Linked DNA regions of Anas platyrhynchos: region 2 is linked to region 1. Evidence: chromatin contacts called from public Hi-C data. All regions are on one chromosome and are shown on one strand. The core of a region is the stretch at or near the end of the contact, and the rest is flanking DNA. Distances in the headings are between cores, read along the strand shown.

The links. A called contact is a pair of places that touch in the nucleus more often than the background predicts.
Region 2: a contact with region 1 is called in a Hi-C map of subcutaneous adipose tissue, with 2.2 times the contacts expected there. The contact joins the promoter of CPLX2 here to the promoter of LOC101798162 in region 1. A contact is called at or near these places in 2 of 8 Hi-C or Micro-C datasets (liver and subcutaneous adipose tissue).

The regions. Positions count from the first base shown.
Region 1 is chr14:8,650,656-8,656,560 of IASCAAS_PekinDuck_T2T, reverse strand. It overlaps LOC101798162 (double-headed protease inhibitor, submandibular gland-like), which reads left to right and starts at 4,554. Exons shown (of 9, transcript XM_005027909.6): 1 at 4,554-4,610; 2 at 5,661-5,905. It overlaps LOC101798469 (ovomucoid), which reads left to right. Exons shown (of 4, transcript XM_005027911.6): 3 at 363-478; 4 at 996-1,203. The coding sequence ends at 1,041.
Region 2 is chr14:8,796,140-8,801,790 of IASCAAS_PekinDuck_T2T, reverse strand. CPLX2 (complexin 2) reads right to left here and starts at 2,347. Exons shown (of 5, transcript XM_072023269.1): 1 at 2,208-2,347.

The DNA.
Region 1 (5,905 bases), core at 3,305-5,804:
GTCTGAACAATATTTGCCACAGATATTACTGGGTGAAATTGCCATTTTCATCTGATAGTTTCAAAATAAAAAAAATAAAAAAAATAGTGCAGTATTCTGTTGGCATCCAAGTTATTGTCACGGTTACTGCAGCAGCATTTATGATATTTACACAGGCTTTACATCGGCAGAGACTGAAAGGGCACAGCAGGAACAAACCACCCTGTTCCTGCCCTGTCCCTAGGCTTTTTTTTTTTTGACGTCTGCTGATGGACAGTACTGGGGGAAGCCCAGGGGCGGTGGGGGTGTCTCATAACATCACCCTTCCTACGTATCTGCTGTTGAGGGCATTTTTGTGAACACAACACTGCATCTATCTACAGGGCTACTGCAGTAACTACGTCGTACCCCGCAATTTCTGCACGCTGGAGTACATCCCACACTGCGGGTCTGATGGTGTAACATATGCCAACAAATGTTTATTCTGCAATGCATTTCTGTATGTATGAAAATAAATCTCTTCACTAACTAAATGGTGAACCAACTGAGCTTAACCTAACTAATCAGTCTTGGGGACTGGTTGGAGAAGTAAAGTTGTTTTATTTTGTGTTTTCCTGTTCTCCTACTAGCAAGAGTATTATTCTTTTTATTTATTTATCTATCTATTTATTTATTTATTTATTGGTGGGAGAATTTGCCAAGAATTTCCTTCTTTCAGGTATATAGAAGTAACATAAGTAACATTTAGCACAGATCTTCATTTCCCTGTTAAGTAATTTGCTGAAGAGCTCTCTTGCAGCAAATAAAATCTATTTCCTACAGACTATTTGTTCTTCTTTTAAATTAAGTCTTTATCTTGTCTTTGAATGTTAGCAATAAGAGGAAAGAGCTGGAATAGCTTTGAGAATGTTCAGATTTGGTTAAGTTCCTCTGTGATGTATCCTTTACCAGTGGGGGGGATGAACAGCAGAAGTGCAGATGTTCTGTCTCTAAGGTATTGCTTCCTTTCTCTGCAGGAGAAGCCGTCGGACTCTCAGGTTGCTGTACCTTCGAGAGTGCTAACACCTCAACAGGCTCCAGCTCAGACAGGAGACTCCTCCCTGGCAATATTCCCTATGGCAGAGGCTGCCCTAAAACCTCATCCTGAACTTTGAGAGCTCCTGATAAAGCCTGAAATGAAACTCAACCCAATAAAACAAATAAACAAACAACAACAACCCTTCAGCATTTACGTCTTGTTTTAATGATATGTCTCATGATGTTTTTTGTTTTTTTCTTAAGATGTTTTGTGATTATTTCACTGCAACAGTCCTGGGGTGTGGGTACTAATGGGTAAATTACAGGGAGAGAGAATGCATTGTCTGATCTACAAAGAAATCAGCTCCATCTCCGAAGGCAATGAGTTTCTCTGAGGGCCTTCACCCAGATTTCCTAAAGAGAACCAGAGCTGGGGATGCAACCTGGTGCAATGCTCCAGTGGATTTATCCTGCTAAGGGCATCCCAAACAGACACTTGCTGCCTCCCTAGCAGGTGCGGAGAGAGGTGGCGAAGAAGGGCACTTCCCAGCTGCATCTCCCCCCGTGGAAGTGGGGTAGCAAACACACCTGCAGGTGGCTGAAGTCTTTTAGCAGTCACTTTCTGTGCCTCCCCAGGCAGCAGGACGGGATGTTTCCCCAGGCAGGGGGCACCTGCCTGCCTGCATTTGTGCTCGTGACACTCATCGGGGTGCGGGTGATGTTCAGAGGACTGTGAGCAGGAGCTTCCGCAGCCCGTTTCGGCACCTCACCCACCACTTAGCTGCTGCCTGTAGGTAATTGCGTCAGCTGCCACTTGTAGAGGATCCTTTGAGATTCTTGGGCCTCTGGAAATCTTGGCTGATGAAAGGAAGGGCTCAGAGTCATAGCGTTAATTTATTATTCATTACCAGTGAAGTGCCGGCAGTGCAGCGGGCTGTACAGGCAGCCGTCTCACAGCCAAATAGTTAATGATCTTAAGTGACAACGTGCCACTTTCCAGAGACCAGAGAGAGCGGCTCTCTGGAGGGAGACTATTTATTTCCAGAAGATGTGAGTGTGCGCAACCACTCAGCACCAAGCCCCTTCCTGGGGCTGGGATGTCCCTCCTGGGGGTGGGATGTCTGGGTGTGGGGAGGCATTTCGGGACCAAGGGCAATGCTGAGGACCGTGACAAAGCGTGGTGGCAGTGCTGGGGGTGTGTGTGGCAGGCACTGTGCTCCTGCTTGTCCCCTCTGCTGTGCAAGGCAGTCAGGTAAGAGGTCATCAGCCTCATTGCTTGTCATCCTTCCCAGAGAGCAGCAGAGAGGAGGAGGAGGAGGAAGATGAAGATGAAGAGGGCCCCCGAGAAGCTATGCTTTCTCAGTGCCAAGTGGAGCTCCCAGCTGCTCTCTGGATCCCAGTGGTCTTCAGAGAGCATCTTCCAGGGGCCATGCCCACTAAGCAGGAAAACCTAGGCAATTGAGGGGAAACTGTGAGCAGAAATTAACGGGGACAAATCCTCCATCCTGACACTGAGCGCCAGCATGCAGCACTTCTGAGGAGGTGGCAGGGGGCAGAGCAGGACCCCAGCATCATCCCTGACCCTCCGCACCATGGGCAGCTCTGCAGGACAGCAAGCAAGATGAGACTCTTCCATGAGCACTGTTGAAAATGATTTTTTTGTTGCTGCTCAATAAAATCCTGCCACAACAACACAATATCCTCTCACCATTACTAATCTAACTCTCCCTCCAGGAAATTCAAGGCAGGAAACATTGTCTGCCTGCAGAGGTGTTTTATGGTACAATTCTTTGAGTGGTACCTCAGCCCTCTGTGCCATTATTTGATGTTTGTGAATTTAGGAAATGCCATTCAATTACCCTAGAAACTGATTAACACGTTGCATTTAGTTATTTGGTTCTGCTCTATTTTATATCAACACTTCTCTTTTAGTGTATTATCCTACTTGTTACTGACCAAAACACACCTCAGGCCAGTCTAGACCTCGCTCATAACGCAGTTTTTCTGCAAGGCTTCATCAGCATAAACGGTTTCTTACTATGTTCTTCCTCAATGTGGGGAAAAATAAAATGTTTTGAAAGAAAATTGCTTGGTGATGCTGTCTGGGGGTTGGCTGTGTCAGAGCTGCTGCAGCGAGACCGAGCTGGGACGCACTGAGGGATTTGGATGCGAGGGGCTGGATCCTCAGCGCCCTGCTGTAAGCGTGCGGCTCCCAGACAGACAAATTATTCCAGACACCCTTCCTGCCTGTGATATCATCTGTGCTTAAACGGCAGGAGATATGCAGGCAGCAATCAGATAGCTGAGCTGCGAGGAGAAATATTACAAGAGTGCGGCTGAGAGCAGGGGCTTTGCTTGCTCCAAAATTGAATTCCCGTCCTCATAGGAGATGTAGTCCTGCCCCCGTGTGCACAGCTCCGGTAATAGCACTCTGTTTTGGTACATCCTGCGTGGGGCACAGCAGCAGTGGGTGCGATCACTGCGCTTTACATTCGGCCTGCAGCAGTTCTGCATTTGGGACTGCAGAGCGCTCGCCTCCACACATCCAGCTTTTTTTTTTTTTTTCCTCTCTTTTTTTTTTTTTTCTCTCTTTTTTTTTTTTTTTTTCCCAAATTGAAAAATATTATTTCTTTTTGTAGACAAGTGAAGCCTGTGACAAGTTTTAAATTGAAGCGGGGAAATTTAATGAAGCTTTTTTTTCAGGTCATGGTAGATTATGGACTTGTTTGCAGTAGGGAATCTCAAGACCAGAGGAAAAAATTCCTGGGAAATATCAGTGTTATGGGATGACATCATTTTGTACTAGAAGTTGGGTAGAATTTACAGAATTGTTGGAAATTTACCGTAACACAAGGGGATGCATCACGTAACTACCAGTGTTTATCCCATTCATGTGGCCACAACCCTCTTTAATAACCTTTACCATCTAAGAACTTGAAATAGCAGGAAGTGTTTTATTTAACCTTTTCTGTGGGTCTCATATCTGTAGGAAAAAAAAAAAAAAAAAGAGCCTAAAAATAATCCTATACTCAAACTCACTTTATTGAACCCACCATCACGGGACTTGCATATCCCACAGGGATTTTGACAGGTGACTTCACTCTCCTCTTCCCATTTGCAACATGTGTATGACATTTCCCGAAGCTCCCTCCTCCAAATGTATTGAGACAGTTGTTTTTCACTGTTCCTAATGCCTGTGTCACCCCATCTGCTGCTCGGCAATTACTTCTGTCCCATTCCCTTCTGTTTCTTATTAATCGAGCTCCTTGTGCAATCCCATGTCACACCTCACCCCGCAGCTCCTGCTGCCCTGCCCTGGCTGCTGCCAATTAGCTCCCATCCTTTCTCATCGACCCTGTAGCAAGACTGTATCCTCGCACAGATCGCTGGAGGAAGAGGGGACAGGAGCATTTCCAGCACTGTCCTATCTGCCTACTCAGATGCTCAGAAGCAGCAAGGGGGTCTCCCAGGTGGAGCTTGTTAGTCAAAGGACAGGTGCTGCCACACGAGAGAATGACACTATTCCCCGCCATATAAAAAAGCCCTGAGAGGTCAGCATGGTTTCTTGCTTCAGGCTGAAGGAAGGGGAAACCAGAGGAACAGCATGGTTTTTGGTAATTTGGGCTTTCAGACCTAGATGTGGTGCAGGGTCTGGGGTTGTAGGGCTGAAGAGCCTGCGTTCCTGCAGCCTCACCAAGCACTGCAGAGCCAGCAGGTGCTATCTCCTCTGACGGCTGGTACGGATTCTGAGGAAACATTTTCAGCTTAGGCGTTCTTTTCCCTAGAGAAAAATCAATATTAATGCTTCTGTGATTACTGCTTGCCTTCCAAATATGCTTATGATCAGTTCAAGAAATTTGACAGTCACGTCACTCAGGATGCTAAGAATACAACAGAAACAGCTTTTAAATGAACCCTTCAACTCTTGATATTTGTGAATGAGATCCAAAGAACATTACTCATTTATTTTTCAGGAAAATGATTTCATTGACACGAACAGGCCAAAGCCTGCAAGCTCTATTTTGTGATTGCGGTTCCCTTGCACTTTCAGCTACATTTTTATGATTTTATGTGCCCATGCCAAGACTTGAACATCTCCCAGGATAATAAGAAAAACAATTCTGATTTTCTATTTAAAACCCAGGCTTCTTTTAAGCCACGTGCATGTATCAGGCTTCTAAAACACAAATGTGTTCTGTCCCTCACTTCCTTTCGTGACTGACTATATTCAACTCAAGAAGTATTTTATGCAATATTTGTTTTGTCATAAATCTATGACAGAGTTGAAAAAAACCTTCAATAGAACCTTTATTCTTCACTTAGCTGAATGTCATGTTTTAGGGAAGATGACACTCTCTATTTAATGCCATGTAAAGAGAAGAGAAGGGGGGGGAATGTATGGACTCACCTTCTGTTTTCAGTTGCTGCAATTTTTTATGAATGACTGTGGTAATAAGACCATTTCACCTGCACAGAATGCCACTTGTTTGCCATTAAGAGGAAACAATGTCCAGATTTAAGGCTGGTTATTCTCATTGTTTCTTAATCAGGTTCATGCTGATTGTCAACAGATGAATAATTCTTCCTTGTACATAGACATGTCTCAAACTTCTGGAGTTTTAGGTCACGTTTTCCTGTTGTGTTGATTCTTTCTATCCCATTAGCGAGAGATCCAATGTACCAGGAAAATACAGAAGAGACTATGAAGAGGTTCACTGTGCAGCATCTTCAAAAGACACTGATGCCTGCCAAACCCCGGATTTTATTTCTGTAAAAGCTGAGGGTGTCCCACGCTGCCGTCTCATCACTCTGCTGTACTGCGCAAGTCTCCCAGAGCCCAAATACTGCGTAGTGTATGTAACACGGTGTGCACTAGTTCAAACACTTCCAACAAATTAGCTTTTTTGCT
Region 2 (5,651 bases), core at 1,098-3,597, 150 kb before region 1:
GCTCAGCTCCTCCAGCTGCCGCCGTGTCTGAGGCACCCGGGGGTGGGCTGGGGATGGGAAGAAGTGGGAGTGTGGGGTGGGAAATGCGGGGACACGTCTCAAAGCCTTTCTTCTGTGTCAGGAGATGCTCTGGTGACCTGCTCGGGGCTGGCAGTAGCTTCGTGGCCAGGCACTGGGTGCTGGGGAGAGGCACAAAGCCTCTGCGCTCAGGGGAAATATCGTCAGGGCAGCAGCACCCGTCCTGCCTGCCACAGGGGGCTGAGAAATCTCAGGTGTCACATTGTGCCCTGCCCCTGAGCCACCCTGTGTGCCTCAAACCCAAACCTTCAGCCTTAAAAACCTCACTGCTTCCTGCACATCTGTCCCTGGGCCAGGGCAGGCTCGGGTCCTACTTGCCGGGCTGAGATGAAAAATGATCCTGAGCGTTCGTGCAGCAGCACGGGCAGGGTGACACGGGCAGGGTGACACGGGCAGGGTGACACGGGCAGGGTGACACGGGCAGGGTGACACGGGCAGGGTGACGGCAGCTCCTGGGGACCGATGGGGAGACCGGGGCCGGGTGGCACAGCTCGGAGAGCCCAGGTCGGGCACGAGGTCTGGGCCTCCGTGGAGCCAGGAGAGGCGGAGGGGAAAGCTCGTGGGACGAGCAGCAGGAGCGCTGAGGCGAGCGCAGCCCGCAGGAGCACAGCTTGTTTACCCGGGCTGAGCAGGCCTGATTGCTCTCTATAAATACACCCGGCGAGTAAACACCGGGGAGGGAGAGGGCTCGGTTAAACTCAGGGATAATGCTGGCAGAGGAACAAACGGGAAGGTCTGCCCGGGAGGCTGCGGGCAGGAGGAGCTCGTGCGGTCCCGTGCCCGCACAGCCTTGGGGACAGCGGGGTCCCCGTGGTGGGGCCGGTGCCACGTTGGCTGCCACCAGCTGGGGTAGGAGAGTGCCCAGCGGTGGGATTGGAGCGGGGCCACGCTCCTGTGAGCCCGACCTCTGCTGGGACTCGGTGCTAAAATGGTGATGGGGAACTCGGCGCACGGCTCCCGAGGAGCAGCAGCGGGCCTGGCGGGCTGCGCCTGGCAGCAGGAGGCTGCGGAGAGCCAGGGATGAGCCAAGGTGCGAACCGCAACCGTCCTCCGGGCGCTGCGAGGTGTTAATAGCTCTGCCTGCTTGGGGTCATCTCGGCACTAATGTTAGCGCGCGAGAAGCGATCGAAGAAACAAACGCTCAGCCCACGGCCAAGGGAGACTTCGAGACATTTTCCTGGGCCGGGTTGCCCCGGCAGAGCTCTCCCCGGTGTCCGTAGGCTGGCAGCGAAGCCCCGAGCCACGAGCCCTGTCCGGAGCAAAAGCACCAGCCCTGCTTTGCTGCTCCCACTCCCTGCGCCGCCTGCCTGGGGGCAGCAGCCACCCGGTCACGCTCCTGCCATGCGGGTGGCACTGTCACCGCGTGCTGCCAGGCCCGGGTCCCTGCAGCCACCTGCCCTGCGTGCCACAGCCCCGGGGATGTGACAGGGGGACGGGGATGGAGCCTGGGGGTGCTGGGGCGCAGCAGGGGTGCTGCGGTGGGGAAAGGGGCCGGATGGCACCCCGGGGAGCGGAGCTGCCGTGCAGCAGGGGTGGCCCAGGAGGGGCTGAGCCTCCCCGGGAGGGAGACGGGGATGGGGAGGTGTATGGAGAGCCCGGCAGGGCACCGGGAGCTGCCCCCGGGGGACAAGCAGAGGGTGGCAGGGGGTGCGGGTCGCCTCTCCGTGCCCGCAGGGACACATCCCCGTGCGCCACATCCCCGTGCGATGATGGAGAGGGGGGGACACACGGACACACAGCCCTTCCCGACCCCCCCGCCCGACCTGCGGGGCGGAGGGCAGGGAGGGGATGGGCTGCAGAAGTGGGGGCAGCCGGGGAAGAGGTGATGGTGATGCTGGGGGGGGACAGGGACCCCGCCGAGCGCTGCCTCCCGCAGCCGCAGCGCGCCCCGCAGCCCGCATGCCGCAGCCCCGCGGCCGCCGCCCCGTTACATAAGCCGGCGGCCCCGGGAGGCTCGGCGGGCCGGTCCCCGGCCCCATCCCCATCCCCATCTCCATCCCCATCCCCGTTCTCCACCGCTCCCCCCCTCCCCTTATCCCCACACCTCCGCCCATCCCCGGGCTCTGCGGCACGGCGGGGCCCGCCCCCGGCTGCCGGTGCCCGGTGCCCGGTGCCGGCCCCGCACCCACCTGGCTCGGCTCGGCTCGGTGCGGCTCCGGTGCGCCCGGTCCACCCCCGGCGCAGGGAAGGAGCCGCCGCCGGAAGGGAGGCGGGAGCCGGAGCGGTCCGGGGGGGGGCTCCCGTTGCTGGCTCCCCCTCCGCCGCACGGCCTCCCGGGCGGGGCCGGCTCCGTGCCCGCCCCCGGCCCGCCCCGCGCCCCCGCCGGTGGCGAGTCCCCTGCGGTACCCGGCCCTGAGCGCGTGTCCCCCCCCCGCCGTGCCCAAGCATCGCCCCCGCTGCGCATCCCTCCCTGCGTCCCCGCTCCCTGCGGTGCCCCCGGCAGACCCCCCCCCGGTACCTGGACACGACCCCGGTACCCCCAGTTCTTGGCCACCCCGGTTCCTGCTCATCCTTCCCGAGCTGTCGCCCCCCCTGCAGGAATCCCCCCCCCCGTATCCATCCCACCAGCAGGGCCCTGCACTTCTCTCCCCCCGGCTCAGCCATTCCCCCTCCCGTGGGGTTGGAGCCGGTCTCTGGCTGTGGGGCTGTGCGGGTGCCACCCAGAGACGTGGGGGCACTGAGCATGGGGGTGCCGGTGCCTCGCCCCGGTGTGCAAAGAGCTGGGGGGTCTCCAAAAACCAAGGCTGGGGAGGTGAAGTGGTCTGAGCAAGGGGAGCAGGGCGAGTGGAGGGGCAGGGGACAGGGACTTTTTGTCCCTTTTTTTGCTCTTTGTCCCTGCAATAGGTCTGTCCCTCAGTGCTGCTGATCCTCTGACAAAGGGGTTCCTGCCTCTCCATCCCGGCCCCTTCCAGGGGGTTCAGGACAGAGCTGCTTTAACACCCCACAGCCCTGAGGCAGTGCGATGCTCATGTTTCCCTCCCCAGCGTGTCCCTCGTCCTCCTGGCATGGTGTCAGGGGGTGTCAGGGGGTGTCAGGGGGTGTCAGGCCAGCCAGGAGCCCCCCGTGGGGTCCGCCAGCCCCGCTGCCTTGCGTGCCGCTCGTCACATCACCCGCGGCTCGTGGCGCCGCTGCTGCCCAGCACGCAGGGCTGGTGTGGGATGGAGCAGCTGATGAATAAATCAATCCCCCCCGGTGCTGAGGCTGCAAAACGTGGCTGCAAACAGCCGAGCAGCGCTGGGGCCGCGGGCCCGATGGCTGGGGAGGAGCGGCTGAGGGTCCCCCCCCTACCCTGCGCAGCCGCCGCATCCCGCGCAGCCCGCGGCCGAGTGGGCAGCTCTGATTGCCTCCCCCCATGTTTTATTTATCTCCGTGCTCCATAGGCAGGCTCGTGCGCTCCGTCCCACATTCCTCCCCGATGCTCCTGCCTGCAGACGGGAGCAGCAGTCGGAATAAGGACCGGGGGGTGCAGCGGCTGCTCCTGGGTTTGGGGACACCGATTCCCCTCTGCCTGCCCGCTGCGGGCTCCGGTGACCCGCTGCTGTCACCCTGCCACGTGGCCGCCACTCAGCTGCCACCTCCGTGCCGAGGAGCTCGTGTCCCTCCCTGCAAGCAGAAGCACAGCGCCGTGCCTCTGACCTTTCCCCAGCACTTTGAAGGCTCAGCCAGGCTCTCGCTGTTTCCCCTGCGCTTTGCCAAGAGCGGCCGTGTCCCGTGGCCTGGGCTGACGTGAGCCACGGGAGGAGGCTGCTGTGACACCTCCGTGCTAGAACCGTGGCCGTGCTCGCTGCCGGTGGCCCTGACGCTGCCGGTGGCCCTGCCGTGGCCCCGGCTCGCCTCCCTCCATCGCCTCCAGCTGCCTGTGCCGGAGGAGAGAGAGCCGCAGGGTGCGCTGCTGCTGCCTCGCTGCTAATAAATAAGCCCCAGTAATGAGTCGGGCTCAGGCGGATGGGCAGGTAGGGCAATAATCCCCCGATTAAGTGGACGAGGCAGGCAGTTAAGTGCAGAAAAACCACAAATAAATAATAATCAGAATAATTTAGGAGCAGGGAGGAGCTGGTGGCTGGGTCCCTGAGCCTTTCCCCGGGCGGCAGGCAGGGCCAGGAGCACTCTGGGAAGTGTAGTCCTGCCTTCTCTGCCCACATCCTCCCCTGGCAGGACGGAAATCTCAGCTTTTCACCCCATTCCTCCCATTGGGCCAAGGCTGGGTGCCCTGCGGGTGGCGGGGCAGCTGGCCTTGAGGCTGGTGAGTGGGCTGGAAACCTCGCTGCCACTTCTGTGCGTGGGGACGAGAAGGGACCCACGGGGAGCCAGGGCAAGGGCTGAGCTCCCGAGGGTGGGCTGTCCACCGGGTCCCTTGGCAGAGGGTCCCTGGGGCTGTCTCTGTGCCACCAGGGTGGGAAGCTGTGGCCATGGGATGGCTGCTTTGCCAGCTCGCCCCTGCTGTGCCCGAGTGCGCATCGCTGCTCTCCTCCCCCTCAGGATGGAAATATGGGTACAGGGAGCCCGGTGGGGCTGCACGGTGGGGGCTGCACCCTGCAGGGCTGTGCTGGGTGCTGCCAGGGTGCAGGCTTCATCCCCACGCCCCAGGCAGATGCAGAACCCCCAGCGAGCCCAGCACCTCTCCGGTGCTATTGATCATGGCCATGCGAGCCTCGCTGCTGAACTCGCAGGGCGATCAATGGTCGTTTTTCTCCCCAGCCTTCACCCTGCTAAGGGGAGCTGCTGGTTTTGCAATTCCTCCTAGCAGGAGAAGCCATCCAAGTGCTGTCCGGGGGGGCTCCCGCTTTGCCATGATCTATACCAGACTGCTCCAAAACTGCACGCTGGAGCCTGGCAGTCGGGCGCTGGGGGGCTGGTGGCTCTCCCGTGGCTGTGGGGACAGCGATGTGGGGCCAACACCGGTCCCTGGCAGGGGACGTGGCTCCTTCCCGCAGCAGGCAGCTGGGCTCCGGGGCAGCTGCAGCCACTCCTGAGCAAACACTTTGGAGCAAAGTGCAGGAAACGTGCTCCCACGGGGAGAGGTCACCTTGGTGGCAGCGCTGGTGCTGTGTGGGTGGTGCAGGGGGTGCTCAGCTCCCCGGCTGGACGCAGGAGGGGACAGCCCTCGGTGCTGCCCTGCGTGCCGGCGATGCTCTGCGATGGATTTTTTCCCGTGCTGGCAGCAAGGGGGGACTCAAGGCAGGCGTAATAATCCCCACGTGAAGTGTAAGAAAAGAAGCTGTTTAAGTGTTATCTCCTCAGGCTGGCGAGCGCGCAGCCGGGCCCTTATCAGGAGAGGGAAGGCAGATAAAGCAGCCCTGCCCGTCAGGAAGATGAGCTCGGCGCGGTTGCACGGCACCAAACCTGGTGGGAGAAGGTGCTGGGGAGAAGGTGGCTGCGTGTTTTGGGGTTTGGGAGAGCCGAGCCTGGCCCCACAGCGCTGGGACCCTCTGCTGTTAACTGTTTTCGGCAGGTGGGTGCGGAGATGCTGCCCTTTACGGCAGGCTGCAGAAGATCGATGTGTTTGCGAAGCCAAACTCGAGAGTTTTTGCCCTGAAACAGCGCGGGCACCTGCTCTGAATGCTAAGCAGCTC